3 separate regions of the Sus scrofa genome follow, and regions 2 and 3 are each linked to region 1. Evidence: chromatin contacts called from public HiChIP or PLAC-seq and promoter capture Hi-C data. All regions are on one chromosome and are shown on one strand. The core of a region is the stretch at or near the end of the contact, and the rest is flanking DNA. Distances in the headings are between cores, read along the strand shown. Region 1 holds the start of TIGD3 (tigger transposable element-derived protein 3). Region 2 overlaps LOC102163816 (a long non-coding RNA gene). Region 3 overlaps LOC102163816 (a long non-coding RNA gene).

Region 1 (4,762 bases), core at 919-3,418:
GAGCCACAGCAACGCAGGATCCGAGCCACGTTTGCGACCTACACCACAGCTCACGGCAATGCTGGATCCTTAACCCACTGAGCAAGGCCAGGGATCGAACCCACAACCTCATGGTTCCTAGTCGGATTCGTTAACCACTGAGTCATGTCGGGAACTCCTGGCTTCTTTTGTTTTTATGGCCACACCTGTGGCATATGGGAGTTTCTGGGCCAGGGATTGAATCTGAGCCACAGCTGTGACATATGCCACAGCTGCAGCAAGGCTGGGCAGGGGATCAAACCCACACCTTTGTGGTGACCCAAGCTGCTGCAGTTGGATTCTTTTTTCTTTTCTTTTTTTTTTTTTTTTTTTTTTTTTTTCTGTTTAGGGCCACACCTGCAGCATATGGAAATTCCCAGGCTAGGGGTCGAATTGGAGCTGCAGCTGCCAGCCTATGCTACAGCCAGTGGCAGTGCAGGATCTGAGCCATGTCTTCGACCTACACCACAGCTCATGGCAACGCCAGATCCTTAATCCGCTGAGTGAGGTCAGGGGTCGAACCCAGGCCTTCATGGATGCTAGTCAGACTCATAACCTGCTGAGCCACAACAGGAACTCCTGCAGTTAGATTCTTAACTCCACTGCACGTAGTGGGAACTCCATGGACATTAGTCTTGAAGCATAGCTTTTCCCCCCCAAATTAAATAAAACATTTAACCTCAATATAAGTTGACAGAAAATTGGATAATTTGTTTTAATTTCTTATGTACATTATAGCTGTTACAAAATTTGGGTTAAAATCAACTTTAACCTGTTTATTTCTGTGTTTTAGTTGGTTTGGAGGAAATTCTGGATTTGTATGTGCAAGTGGTGAGACAGATTTATAACAGTTGAGCTTTTTAGTTTCAGAGATACTTAGCATAGGTCCAGAAGCTTGATTAGAAGCTTGATGATTATATAAATATAAAAGAGTTAATGACACAGGAAAACTCTATGCGTCACCATGAGGACACATTAAAGCTTTCTGTATGAATAATGGAGATGAGAGGTACCTCCGCCTTGCTTGCCTGAAATTGGTTCATTTAATTGAAGGCAAGTGTGTGTGAACTCGGCCTATAGTGCAGCCATGCAAACCTTCCTCCAAGTATATTTACGTGCACAAGAGTGAGTTTTTCTTTTCCTGCAAACCAACATTTTAAAGGTATGAATCAGTTATGACAACCCCCCCCCCCCGAAGTATCCTTAGGATTTTCTAGGACAGTCTGAAAGCCACTGTTTTATTGGGAGGCAGTGAGTGGCCTGGGCCCTTGTGTTCAGTAAGTAAGCAGGGTGCTCCAGTTTGGGGACTGCGTTAGGGGCGGGGCACAGCCCCATCATGTCTGCGCGGATGTAGGCCTGGAGTCAAGGTAGTCAAGCAGTGATCCTTGGTGGTTGAATAGTCTAAGGCCAGAAAAGATAGTAAAAGGAAAAAGGTTAAAAATGAGAATGCTGGAGTTCCATTGTGGCACAGTGGAAATGAATCTGACTAGTATCCGTGGGGATTTGGGTTTGATCCTGGCCTCACTCAGTGGGTTAAAGGATCCGGCCTTGCCGTGAGCTGTGGTGTAGGTAGCAGACGCAGCTCAGATCCTACATGGCTGTGGCTGTGGTGTAGGCCGGCAGCTGTAGCTCCAATTCGACCCTTAACCTGGGAACCTCCATATGCCGAAATTACGGCCCTAAAAAGCAAATAAATAAAATAAAATTAGTCTTTATTCGTACAAAATCAGAACTGGCCCCAAGCAAGCAGTTTGTGGTAGTACCCACTTGAGGCCAATACCGTCCATGGTAACATCCTTTGTGTAGCTTAAAACGTGCTTCCATTTTTTCAAAGCCACTGGGTGAGGGGTAATAGACCTGTTTGGTCGATGAGGAAGCTAAAGCTGCCTAGGGTCACAGCCAGGATGACCTTCCAAGTCTGCTCACTGGAGGGAGGCTTGTTTGGCCTCGTCTACCGGGTCCCCTGAGGCTGGCGGCGCTTCCAGGACTCCCGCCCCGTCCGGGCTCCGCCCCCCCAGCCCCTGCAGCTAGAAGCTCAATTCCCCCAACGACCCGCCGCTTCGCGATGCCCAATGAGATTTAGCCGGGGGAGGGACAGAACTGCACCGGAGACCAATCGGATTGGGCCGGGGCGGGGCGGCAGCGGGTGAAGCTGAGCGGTGGGTCCAGGTCTTCTCAGCCGGGAGAGAACCCGGCGCGGGCGGCGCCCACCGGTCCCTGCTGTGCGCGCGCCCGCCGCCCGCGCAGCCCTTCAGTTTGCCCCGCGCGTCCCTACCCTGCTCTCTTGTACCACAGGGACAGGGGCTGGGGAGCCGGGCCGGGGCCGGGGCCGGGGCGGGAGTCGCGGGACGAACACTTGAGGTGGGTGCGGAGAGGGTGGCTGGGAGGCGGGAAGGCCGGGCGGGCCGATGGCTAGGTCCGCCCCGCCGGCAGACCCAGAGTCACCGTGTGGAGAGGTCAGCAGGTTGCAGAACCCGGCTCCCGGCCTGTCTCCATCACAGACGCTCGTCCCCGCGCGGTGGTCCCCCTCCCAGGCCAGGACTCTCCCCTCTGAGGACACCCCGCCCCTCTCGCTGCCCGCGCGGCCTCCTAACCCCTCTTGCCCTTTGTCGCCTGTGCTCCTGTCCTTTCGGCCTTGTGCTCCCGCGCCCCCTCCAGGCCGGACCCCGGCCCAGCCATACCTGCTCAGGACCTGGCACCAAATTAGACTCGCTCCTTCAGCCCCCAGTCTGTCCCTCTTTGTCATCTGTACACCTGTCATCTCAACTCCATTCATCCACTCTACCACCCTGCCCCCCACATCTTCATCTGAATCCAGCCTAGGCCATCATCCCCCTCCCCCTACGGGGATTCCTCCTGCCAGCTCTGATTATCCCCTCCACCTGCCCCATGCAGCCCCAGCCCTGTCCTCCCCATCCATGCTCCTTTGTTGTCTCTGCAGCTGTCCCCTCGGCTCTATTCATCCTTCTCCCCCAAACCTCAGCCCAGACTCCCTTCTTGCTCTGACCAGGGGCCAGCCCTCCCCAGCTAGGTCCTGCATTCCTCCAGATCAGGGCCAGGCCACTGCTCACTCAGCCTGGTGGTTTCTCTTCCTTTCAATCCAGCCCTCTCACCTCCAACCCAGTGTCCCCTCACCCTGTCCCAGCGGATCCAGGCTGCCCTGGTCTCTCCCTACACCAGTCTATCTCCCTGCCTCTAATATCCCCTTTTTCTTACTATGCTCCTCTCCCACCCCGCCTGGCCTCCACCCTCACCGTTTCCTCCTTCCCCCTCTCCCCCGGAACAGGTGCCAGAGTTGCCATGGAGCTGTGCAGCAAGAAGAAGCTTCACGCCCTGTCCCTGGCCGAGAAGATCCAGGTGCTGGAACTCCTGGATGAGTCCAAGATGTCCCAGTCGGAGGTGGCCCGGCGCTTCCAGGTCTCCCAGCCCCAGATCTCACGCATCTGCAAGAATAAGGAGAAGCTGCTGGCGGACTGGTGCAGCGGCACCGCCAACCGGGAGCGCAAGCGCAAGCGGGAGTCCAAGTACAGCGGGATCGACGAGGCTCTACTCTGCTGGTACCACATTGCCCGGGCCAAGGCCTGGGACGTGACAGGGCCCATGCTGCTCCACAAAGCCAAGGAGCTGGCTGACATCATGGGCCAGGATTTTGTGCCCAGCATCGGCTGGCTGGTGCGCTGGAAACGCCGAAACAACGTGGGCTTTGGGGCCCGCCATGTTTTGGTGCCTCCATTGCCCCCTGAGCCACCTCCCCCGGCTCCCACGCCCCAGGCCCAGCTGCCTCTCTCTCTTAAAGATTTCTCCCCAGAGGACATTTTTGGCTGTGCCGAAGTGCCCTTGCTATATCGGGCAGTGCCCGGCAGAGTGGGCACACGTGATCGGGTACAGGTGCTGCTGTGTGCCAACAGCAGGGGCACAGAGAAACGGCGGGTGTTGGTCAGTGGGCTCCAGGCTGCCCCAAGGTGCTTCTTTGGGGTCAGCAGTGAGGCTCTGCTTGCCTCTTACCACCCTGACCTGGTTATCCCCTGGTCAGAGTGGTTGGCACAGTTTGACCGGGACATGGGGCAGCAGGGCCGACAGGTGGCCTTGCTGCTGGCCGCCCGAGTGGTGGAGGAGTTGGTGGGCCTGCCCCGGCTCTGCCACGTGAGGCTCTTGCCTTTGTCCGCTGCTAGCACCACGCCTTCCCTGCCCAGCTCCGTGGTCCGGGCCTTTAAGGCCCATTACCGGCACCGTCTGCTGGGCAAGCTGGCGGCGGCCCAGAGTGAGAGGGCTGGCCCCTCGCTGGCTGCGGCCGGGGCAGCCATCACGGTGCTGGATGCCCTGCACATGGCCGCAGCGGCCTGGGCCAAGGTGCCCCTCCAGCTCATTGTGAGCAGCTTCGTTCAGGAAGGGCTGGCTCCTGGCACAACGCCCCCAGACCCAGACAAAGCCTCTGAGATGCCGCCAGTCCCTGGTGGGCTGAGCCTCGAGGAGTTCTCCCGTTTTGTGGACCTGGAGGGTGAGGAGGCCATGTCTGGAGTGTGCAAAGAGGAGGTGAGCCCCGAGGGCGAGGAGGGGCACGGAGAGGATGGCTTCGAGCCCCTGCCCACCAAAGCCGACGCCCTCCGGGCCCTGAGCACATTGAGAAGGTGGTTTGAGTGCAATGGCACCTCCCCTGAGCTATTTGAAAATTTCTACGCCTGCGAGGAGGGGGTGGAGCGACTCTGCTGCCTGTGATGGGCCCTTCCTGCCGGAGCCCCCTCCT
Region 2 (4,762 bases), core at 1,371-3,870, 110 kb after region 1:
AGACCAGCAGTAAAGGTTCGTAAATAATTTGAGAACAAGTTCCCTCCCCCACTGACGGCTCAAGGTCGCAATATCTTCGGAGGTGAAACCTGGCCTTTTCAGATAATTTAAAGAGGACATGTAAAGTTAGTTTTGATTGGACTTAGGTTTTGAACACTTTAGAGAGACAGGCCTAGAAGCTTAGAGACGGTTCACGTTTGAAAAAGTTAATCCAGGCTTCATTTAAAATGTCCCAAGAAGGCAACAACCAAAAGCATGGGGGGAGGGGTGTCCTAGCTGATGTTTCCTACCTACTAAATCAACAATAAAAACACGAAGTTTTTCAAATTAAGATAAGCCCACCTGGATGCCTCAATTTTGGTCCTAATCCCTTGCGATGCGTGACCAGCTCTGTTGCAGGCAACAGTGGTAAAGAGTGGCTGTCAGACATTTTCCAGAAGTGGATTTCCACATTTAGTCCAATTCTTACATAGATCACCTGGGCTGATCGGATCTCACGAATAAAATGGCAATCAAGACGGTGTGGTATAATCCTCAGGACCTGCGGCCCATGGGGGCGAAACTCCCACCCTTCGGTCCTTCTAAGATGGCTCCGCTCTATTTGTGAGGCTGAAGCTCGGTTACATAATGGAAATGAAGGCCATCAGCAAACTTAGTTTTACTTTCCTAGCCTCCAAAGCACTAAATTGTACCTACTGTACTCCAAGGAAACACAGAAGGTATTTTAAAAGCTACTAAAACATTTCCAAGTAATTCTGAGTTTTTGTCAGCTGTTTGATGGTCTGTTTAAACGTGGTTTCCATTGTTTTTACTCAAGTTTTCAGTTCAAATCTACTTAAACATCTGGGTACAGAGTTTGCGAGCAAGTTATATAAACTGTTAAGGAAAAACCTAGAGTCTTATAAACCAGATTCTATTTTTAACTCCTTCCGAGGAACTATTTTTGCTTCCCTCACAAAGGCGGCGGAGGGTTATTGGATGACGGGGGTGTGAGGTGTCCTTGGGCTATAAATACGCCGCGCGCTGCGGGTCGGGAGGCAGGCATTGAGGCAGCGAGAGCAGAGACGGCTGAGAGGCAGGAAACGCTTCTTGAGGAGACCGCAGATAAGTTTTTCTGTTAAGATAGGGATTACTCTTATTCTCTAGGAATTATAAATTAGCGAAAATACTGAGCTGTAGTTTTGAGTTAAATTCGTGAGAGTAGATTTGATAATTAATAAGAAGGTCTTATTTTAGGGGAAAATGGAGACGTCCTTAAAAAATAGTGTGAGAAAGGAAGAAAGAAGAAAAAAGATAATATTAGAACATGACGGAGGTTAAGAGCTGAAGCTTCTTCATGGAGTGAGAAAGCTAATTTTAAAAGGAGTTGCCGAGACAGGACTGCAAAGTATGGAATTTTAAAGTCTTAAATTGAAGGGCAGCTTTTTAGATTATTGTTCAAACGTAATGCTATAAATAGAACCTAAACAATACTTTTAAAGTCCAGTCGTAGATGGATTAAAATGTTTTAAAAGCCATCTTTAAAGGTCAGTTGAAGGTGATTTAAGAAATGCCTTCAAATTCACGGCGCGATCAAAACTGCGTCATTTGAAGCCTTAAGGCTTTCTTTGGAAGTTGATGGAAGTATTAGTGGAGAAAGAAGATTAGAAATTTGAAGTGGAAAACTCGGAAGACAAGTACAGGAAGGTGAAGAAAAGATTAGTGAAGATAGGAAAACTAGAAGATAAAAAATACGGCTTTTAGAAGACAGAAAAAAACTAAGCCCAGAAGGTAGGAGGCAGAAGACATCTAGAAAGAGAAGGTTGAAAAGATGTTCGAGTGTTTGAGGTAGAAAATGAGAAACAAGCTGTTGGAGACAAGCATACAAGATAGAGGTCCAAGTAATTGGAAGATAGAAAAGTCCGAAGCCAAAAAATTGGATAAGTACAAGACGCAAAACTAAGAAAAATAATTTTTAATAGTTCAATTTATTTAAAAAGCCCATCAACTTTAATTTGTGGTGGTGCAGAAGTTAGATCTGAGAAGAGGGTTTTAAACTACAGTAGACCAAGACCAACTTAGAAGAATATCTCGAAGCTGTAGAGGGAAGTAAATTTAAAATCACAGCAAAAAGCTACTAAAAAGACTGATGTAAAAATTAAGGTAGACGGAAGAGTTAAAAATTTGAAAGGCCTTAAATCCATACAGTAGTTTAGTTTCTTCTGGAAAACTTAAAGGACGATAAATTCAAGAGCGAGGATAACCAAGTTAACATTTTTTGCATTGGACTTTGAGCTAAGATGAATTTCTAAACCCTGAGGACTAGGCGCTAATTAACAGCTGACCAGGTGCTACACAGAAGTGGATTCAGAGAACCTAGGAAGACAGCAGCAGACAGGATTCCAGGAGCCAGTTTTTGGTGAAACTAGGACTGAGGAGCGAGCGGCAGTTCGTGAAGATAGGAAGGAGGAGCCCGGGAGCCAGTGCGATTTGGTGAAGGAAGCTAGGAAGAAGGAAGGAGCCCTAACGGTTGGAGGTGAAGCTAGGAGAGGATTCCAGGAAGGAGGAAGCCAGTGCGATGTGGTGATGAAGCTAGCGTGCGGCTTGGCGGCGTGGCTTGGCAACCCCGCGGAGGAGGCGAGCAGGCGGTGTGGAGGCTAGATAGAGCGTCCTAGAGCGGCAGCCCAGTGTGCAAGGCCGGCAGGGAGAGCCAGTGGTGTGGTAAAAATCCGTGAGGTCGGCAGTATCGTGGGTTCTGCTTTGTTTCTTCACCTTTTTTTGGTAACAGTACGGTAATCTTTGTTGTATTTCCTAATGGTGATGGGGGAGCTGTGTACTTAAGCATAAAGGGTTTTATGGGGATGTAGGCCGATTTTCGGGTGTTGTAGGTTTCTCTTTTTCAGGCGTATTTTCTCATCTTGTCTGAAGCTTTTGAGGGCAGACTACCAAGGCCCGGAGGAATAGTAGATGGCAAGTGTTTTCGTTTTTAACCAATATGAGGGAAAACAAATGAATTTGATAGAACAACCTTGAGACAGTTTCAGCCAGCTTTGTAAGCAGGTTTTATATTTAGCTTGGTAATGAAGCATTTCCGTTTTGTGAGTAGATGACTTAATTTTCTTTCTCATTCTCTATTCTAAGTTACCTATATATATATAGTTGGGTGTGTAATTCGGGGGGGTAAAGGTTTTGGGGGGGCAAAATATGTTTTGAGTTCTTTTCCCCTTAGGTCTGTCTAGAATTCCAAAGGCAAATGACTCAAGGTAACAGGAAAAAAGAAAATCCAGTATCAGGATAATCAGAACACCACAGGTTTACAGTTTGTAGAAACTAGAACACGAGCAGCTCTCACTTAAGGTCTGTGATGGAACTCCAGTGGAGAAATGGCTGGTACTTTTTCCACCCCTTAATCAGATTTTTTTTTTAATTAAAGTATGTAACCGGTTATTTTTACTTGAAGTATTTTGGGGTGGTCTTAACAGGGAAGAGGGTGGGGGAGAAAATGTTTTTTTCTAAGACTTTCCACAGATGCTATAGTACTATTGACAAACTGAGTTAGAGAAGGATTGTACTGCTATGCTGTTGGCACCAAACACCTTCAGGGATTGGAGCTGCTTTTTTCCTTGGAGTATTCCCAGTGAAGCTGAAATATACAGCACAGTGCAGCTTTGGTTCATATTCAGTCATCTCAGGAGAACTTCAGAAGAGCTTGACTAGGCCAAATATTGAAGTTAAGTTTTCAAATAATGGAACTTTTTAAGATGCCTTTTAAAGGGGAGGGGCAAGTTTTGGCAATTAGTTGGCAGTGGCCTGTTTTGGTTGGGGTTGGGTGGGTTGGGTTTAGGTAATTGTTTAGTTTATGATTTCAGATAACTCATGCCAGAGAACTTAAATACTTAGGATGGAAAAACTAAAGAAATCTCACCTCCCAAGTTGGCAAGTAACTCCTGATCCTCTAGTTTCTTGTTTTACCCCAATTTTTGAACTGGACAGCTGGGAACTTCAAAGATTCACTGGATTTAAAGTGTAGGGCTTGGGAAAGGAAAGTGTTGGATTGGGGGTTGGTCTAGCCCACTGGGTTGACCAAGATAAAAACTTGGGGAATTGTTTAAACACTAAAGTTGTTTGGATATGGTAGTGTGTGGTTCTCTTTTGGAATTTTTTTCAGGTGATTTAATAAAACTTAATACTACTATAGGAGCTTCAGAGCAAAGGAAGTGGCTTAATGATCCTGAAGGGATTTCTTCTGATGGTAGCTTTTATATTATCAAGTAAGATTCTATTTTCAGTTACATAAGCAAGTTTTTTAGTATAGGAAATTTTTGTATGGCTGCGAGACAAGATGTAAAGGTATGCTTCAAAATTGTTGTAAATTGTGTATTGAATTTGCACCTAAGTATTTGTAAATCATAATCAATTAAAAGGGGTGGGTTTTTGTTGATGGGGGGGAAACCTTTTTTTTCTGTAGACTTTTTTCAGATAACATCTTCTGAGTCATACCCAGCCTGGCAATATGATGGCCTAGATGGAGAGGGGAACAGCTCCTTGGTGAATGATAAGTAAAGGCAGAAAAGATTATATTTCATACCTATCTTCATTGGGCAAAAGCATAACTCTGAAATCCTTACTACTGATGAACTCATGGTCTGCATATGCAAAAAAAAAATTTAAGCAAATGAAAGCTACCAATTTAAAGTTAATGGAATCTACTCTTAAAGTTATGGCATATCAAGCTGTATCCACAAAAATAATGAATCGATGAGAAATAAAATAATGAAATGAT
Region 3 (4,762 bases), core at 1,219-3,718, 96 kb after region 1:
GGTGTGTATATTTATTTAATATATGTAGTTTGTTTGTTTTTTATTTATTTTTTTATTTTTATTTTTTATTTTTTATTTTTTTTTGTCTTTTGTCTTTTTGTTGTTGTTGTTGCTATTTCTTGGGCCGCTCCCACGGCATACGGAGGTTCCCAGGCTAGGGGTTGAATCGGAGCTGTAGCCACCGGCCTACGCCAGAGCCACAGCAATGTGGGATCCGAGCCGCGTCTGCAACCTACATCACAGCTCACGGCAACGCCGGATCGTTAACCCACTGAGCAAGGGCAGGGACCGACCCCGCAACCTCATGGTTCCTAGTCGGATTCGTTAACCACTGCGCCACGACGGGAACTCCTGTAGTTTGTGTATATACATATATGTAAACTGGAGTACGTGTATATATTCTGCACACTGATAAATGTATAACACCTAACAGAGTAACAGCAATTAGCTTTAGGCCTATGATGGGAGGCAATGGTCCCAGGCCCTTTACCCCATACCGTTTAAATATCGTAACAATAAAGCATTAGGTATTTCTAAATAAATAATAATATAACACACGCATCGGAGGGCGGAATCCAGAAGCTGGAGGTAAGAGAGGCAGTGTTCCAGGTAAGCCCGCGAGACACGCTTCTCCAACAAAGTGTAATTGGCTCTGGCCGCTGAATCCAGGTGGACACTTTGGTGGACAGTCTCTGGAAGCGTCACAATCTATAATTTTCAAAACTAAAAGCATGACTCTCAGTATAAAGCCTGTGTCGAAGATGACTTCACGCCTTAAGGAAGGTACCAACACGGTGGAAGAGCTGGTTCATAAAGAACCAGGAAGACGGAGCATTTAGAGGCTCCAAAAAAAGGGCTGGAATGAGATGACTGAGTCACAGACAAACAGGCTGGTGACCGTCAGGGTTGCATTCTCCACCTCCCAGAGTCACTGACGTCGTCTCACCAAGTTGGGACTGACAGTCAGAAATTCTAAATAAGTTTCTCTTAACTGAGGAGCAGTATTTAACCTTTTCTCAAAATGTTCTCTGCTGATCATGAGTGTTCGCCGAGTTATTGGTCTGAACTGTCCACGCTGGTGGCAGCCCTCTGAGCTACCCCGATTCTGGGACCAGTGGTGCTCCTGTCTTTTTCTGTCTTTTTAGGGCCACACCCATGGCATATGGAGGTTCCCAGGCTAGGGGTCCAGTCGGAGCTGTAGCCACTGGCCTACACCAGAGCCACAGCAACGCTGGATCCTTAACCCACTGAGCAAGGCCAGGGGTCGAACCCAAGTCCTCGTGGATACTAGCTGGGTTGTTAACTGCTGAGCCACAATGGGAACTCTTGGTGCTCCTGTCTTGGGGGCCAAGCTGGGACCCAGGGACAGAAATGAGTCCACTCTCTCTCCAAGGTCAGGGAGCCCTGGGGAGCACTCTTTTTTTTTTTTTTTTTTTTTTTGTCTTTTTGTCTTTTGTTGTTGTTGTTGCTATTTCTTGGGCCGCTCCCGCGGCATATGGAGGTTCCCAGGCTAGAGGTCGAATCGGAGCTGTAGCCACCGGCCTACGCCAGAGCCACAGCAACGTGGGATCCGAGCCGCGTCTGCAACCTACACCACAGCTCACGGCAGCGCCAGATCGTTAACCCACTGAGCAAGGGCAGGGACCGAACCTGCAACCTCATGGTTCCCAGTTGGATTCGTTAGCCACTGCGCCACGAGGGGAACTCCTGGGGAGCACACTTACACCCCTGTCTTCAAGGAGGCTCAGGGCTGAGCTGAGACCTGAGGATAAACTAGAGTTTACCAGGACCACAGAGCAGGGTGACTGGGGTGAGCCTGGAGAATAATAAATCTAGAGAAGCCGAGGTTAACTCAGAAAGGCCCTGGATGGAACAGGACCAAAGATCGGTTGGTCAAAGTTCCTTGAAGGCAGATGACTGAGGCTCAGGGGAGGAGACAGGGGTACAGCAGAGAGTGGGGAGAGGCCCTGGCCTGCGGGGAGGATGCCGTAGGTAGAGGGAAGAGGGAAGTGGCCATTGGAGGAGGCAGAATCAGCAGGAGTTGAGGCCCCTGTGAGGCAGCAAGAGATGAACCTCAGGCTGTAAAAGCCAGGGCAGCAGTCCTGCCTCACCTGCCTGTATCCCCCAGACCTTTCCAGACTCGGAGATCGAGGCCTAGGCACCGGGTCCCTCCAAACACCATTTCCGCCCGGCGCCCCCAGGCCCCTGCCCAGATCTCGCTTCTGCGCCTTTGGATCAGGGACCCGCCTGGCACTATGCAAGCACCAAGCTGGGCCAAGACGGCAGGAAAAGCTCTTCTCCAAGACCAAGGCGGACACAAACCAGGGAGTTCCCTCCAGCGAGACTCCTCCTTCTCAGCCAATTCGGACACCGCCCCGGGCCTTGACACACCCACAAATGACAGATCAGGGAACCGCCCAGGGCGATGGGACCAAGCAGTGAGGCTGCCCGTCTGTCCCCGAACAGGGTGTGGCCGGGAGGAGAGGCAGGGGTTTTTTCACAAGTCCAGGGACTCCCAGATGCCACCCGCCCCACCCCCGTCCCGGGCGGATGTTTACTAGGGCAGTCACATGAGGCGCCACGCGGACTGAGCCGCTGGATAGGAGCCCTGGATAGGAGCCGGAGAGGCGCCAGTCCCGGCCTGGCCTATCTCCCAGCGGAGAGGCCCCAGGGCAGGGTGGGGCGCGGAGGAGCGCAGGAAAGCCTCTCCCCTTCCCAGGGTCTGGATCTGGTCTTACCGATTGGGAAGCCCCAGGAGTCCGGGCTGGGGAGGGGAGTTAAGGGCAGGAAGGGGGTCTGGAAGGAACCTGGGACCTTCATGCTTTCATTGCTGGGGTTCAGGACAGGTGGGGTGGGGTCGTCAGGAGTGAGTGGAGGGGTAAGAAGGTCGGAGAGAGCCTGGGGAAAGCCTCTGGGGAGGGATGCGGGGGAGGGGGAAGGCCGGGAGCCTGTGCTGGGGGGTTGGAGAGAGGGAACGAGGGTCTACACACTGGGCTCTCATCCACCCCTAAGCAGCTTTCAAGCCCTTGCCGTGCCTCCGATGGTACTGGCACCCCAGGAAACTCAGGCCTCAGCCTCTCCCGCGTGGTCCTCCTCCCTTCCCGGACACACACAGGGCCAGCAGCCTTCCCTGGCACCCAGCCCCATCCACCGCGTGGCATCCGGCCCTTTCACATCCCCTCCAAAGCCCTCTCCGGCCCTGCCTTTTGGGCTGCGCCTGTCCTCTTCCTGTTCCACGGGGCGCTCTTACTCGCCCCTGTGCCTTTGCACACGCTGTTCCCTGCACCTGGACTGCCCTCTCTGCAACCGCTCTTCTCTCTGGGAGACTCCGGAGTCTCCTACCCAGATACAGAGCAGTCCCTTCCGGAATGCCTTCTCTACCACCAGCTCCACTCTAAGCCACTTTCCGGCCTCATCGGACCAGGAACCAAAGCGTGCGCGCTGGACTTGTCACTTGCACTTAAAGGGCTTTGAGGCGGGGAACCGCACAGGGCTGAGCGCGGAGTGGGCAGGTCCCTCGCCTCTGTGGGAATCAAGAGACACTGGGCGGGGTAGAGGGGGCACAGCGTGGGAGGGAAGGAGGAGTGTGGGGCTCCGGGCTCTGCCTGCCCCAGGTTGGGGCTGAGAAGTGGGGCGTCCGGAACTGCGAACCACCCTGGTGCTGGCGCCCCCTCCCCTCCCCGTCCTCCTCCAGCCGCTGGGGCGCGGGCGGCTGCCCAGGGGCTGTGCTCATTCGGCGGCGGAAACGCAAGAACCCCAATTGCGGCCCCCGCGCCCCGCCTCGCCTCCCTGGAGTCAGAGCTAGCGCCGCCGCCCTCCCGACGCCCGGCTTCTCCAGGCTGAGCTCCGCCGGAGGGAGGCGCAGGCGCTTTGCAGGTCTGGGGACCTGGGAGACAAGAGCGCCTGGACTAGATTAGCGGCTTCGGAGGCGCCGAGGGGTCTAGGTTCAAAGCGGTTAAGCACACAGTCCCAGCGAGTGTGGATTGCTTTGTTCAGATCTGACCCCCCCGCCCCCCCCAGGTGCAGGTTATTTTGGGTGAGCCTCACGCACTCTGGGATGGACCTCAGACCTCACCGCTCTAAGGTGGGGCCTCAGACAAGTGGCCATCCAGCAGATCCTTGGTTCCTCCCGGTAATAAGGCTCTCACTACCTATTACTACTAACAAAAGTTCTTAAATTATCACCCCCCTGGCTCATTTATTCATTCAGCAGATGTTTGCCAAGCACCTACTGTGTACTGGTTTAGATAAATATCCGTGACAAAAAACCAAGCCTTTTGGTTGATGCTCCAGGATTCTTCTGAGTGTGTGGGTTGCTTACTCCTGGAAGCCCTCCAAGCTCTGCCCTCTGCCTTAAGCCCAAGCCTGTCTTCTTTGCTCTAGTACCCCTAGCTTTCCCCTCATCAGCACTGATCACACCCCCACTTTCTTAACCCAGAAAAGGTGGAACCCCTTCTGGTTGGGACTTGACCAAGGCTTTTGCTGATGACTAGTTCACCAACCCCCAGTGAAAGCTGAATCCGGAGCTTTGAAAAATTCCCTCAGCTTCCAGCTCTCACTGGAGCGAGGCTGGTCCAGGGGAAACCCGGCTCCTGTGTGGCACAGCCCCGAGCGCAGGTATCATGGGCAAAGCAAGTGTGGTACGGGAAGCCAGGACTCCAGGAGCTGCCTGTCTGAGATTAAGTCCAAAAGTCAGAAGCCCTGGAGCCCCACCTATGAAGAAGGAGATGGGCATGTGTTTTTGTTTTTTGGAGGTTTTTTT

Evidence for each region. Promoter capture Hi-C pulls out the DNA fragments that hold promoters and counts their contacts. HiChIP or PLAC-seq counts read pairs in DNA pulled down with a chosen protein or histone mark.
Region 2: a contact with region 1 is called in a promoter capture Hi-C map of fetal liver, with 2.2 times the contacts expected there. The contact joins the enhancer-like site here to the promoter of TIGD3 in region 1. A contact is called at or near these places in 5 of 5 promoter capture datasets (fetal liver, fetal skeletal muscle, liver and 1 more), 28 of 47 Hi-C or Micro-C datasets (adipose tissue, alveolar macrophages, blood and 14 more) and 2 of 2 datasets of contacts at active chromatin or transcription factors (alveolar macrophages and skeletal muscle).
Region 3: an H3K27ac HiChIP or PLAC-seq map of alveolar macrophages shows a contact between it and region 1. The contact joins the enhancer-like site here to the promoter of TIGD3 in region 1. A contact is called at or near these places in 1 of 5 promoter capture datasets (liver), 4 of 47 Hi-C or Micro-C datasets (embryonic fibroblasts, liver, retroperitoneal adipose tissue and 1 more) and 2 of 2 datasets of contacts at active chromatin or transcription factors (alveolar macrophages and skeletal muscle).

The regions. Positions count from the first base shown.
Region 1 is chr2:6,865,346-6,870,107 of Sscrofa11.1, reverse strand. It overlaps TIGD3 (tigger transposable element-derived protein 3), which reads left to right and starts at 2,168. Exons shown (of 2, transcript XM_003480677.4): 1 at 2,168-2,379; 2 at 3,305-4,762. The coding sequence starts at 3,319. The coding sequence ends at 4,734.
Region 2 is chr2:6,753,454-6,758,215 of Sscrofa11.1, reverse strand. LOC102163816 (a long non-coding RNA gene) reads right to left here. Exons shown (of 4, transcript XR_002341443.1): 1 at 343-4,762. Among named protein-coding and RNA genes, the nearest start is that of SCYL1, 22 kb to the right of the region's middle. Within about 2 kb of position 2,620, at least 24 of the 83 cell types and tissues checked have an H3K27ac peak or open chromatin away from gene starts, as enhancers often do. A contact at or near this core is called in fetal liver, mesenteric adipose tissue, omental adipose tissue and 1 more, where this site is marked.
Region 3 is chr2:6,769,932-6,774,693 of Sscrofa11.1, reverse strand. The region is part of intron 2 of LOC102163816 (a long non-coding RNA gene); the gene reads right to left. Among named protein-coding and RNA genes, the nearest start is that of SCYL1, 39 kb to the right of the region's middle. Within about 2 kb of position 2,468, at least 62 of the 83 cell types and tissues checked have an H3K27ac peak or open chromatin away from gene starts, as enhancers often do. A contact at or near this core is called in alveolar macrophages, embryonic fibroblasts, liver and 2 more, where this site is marked.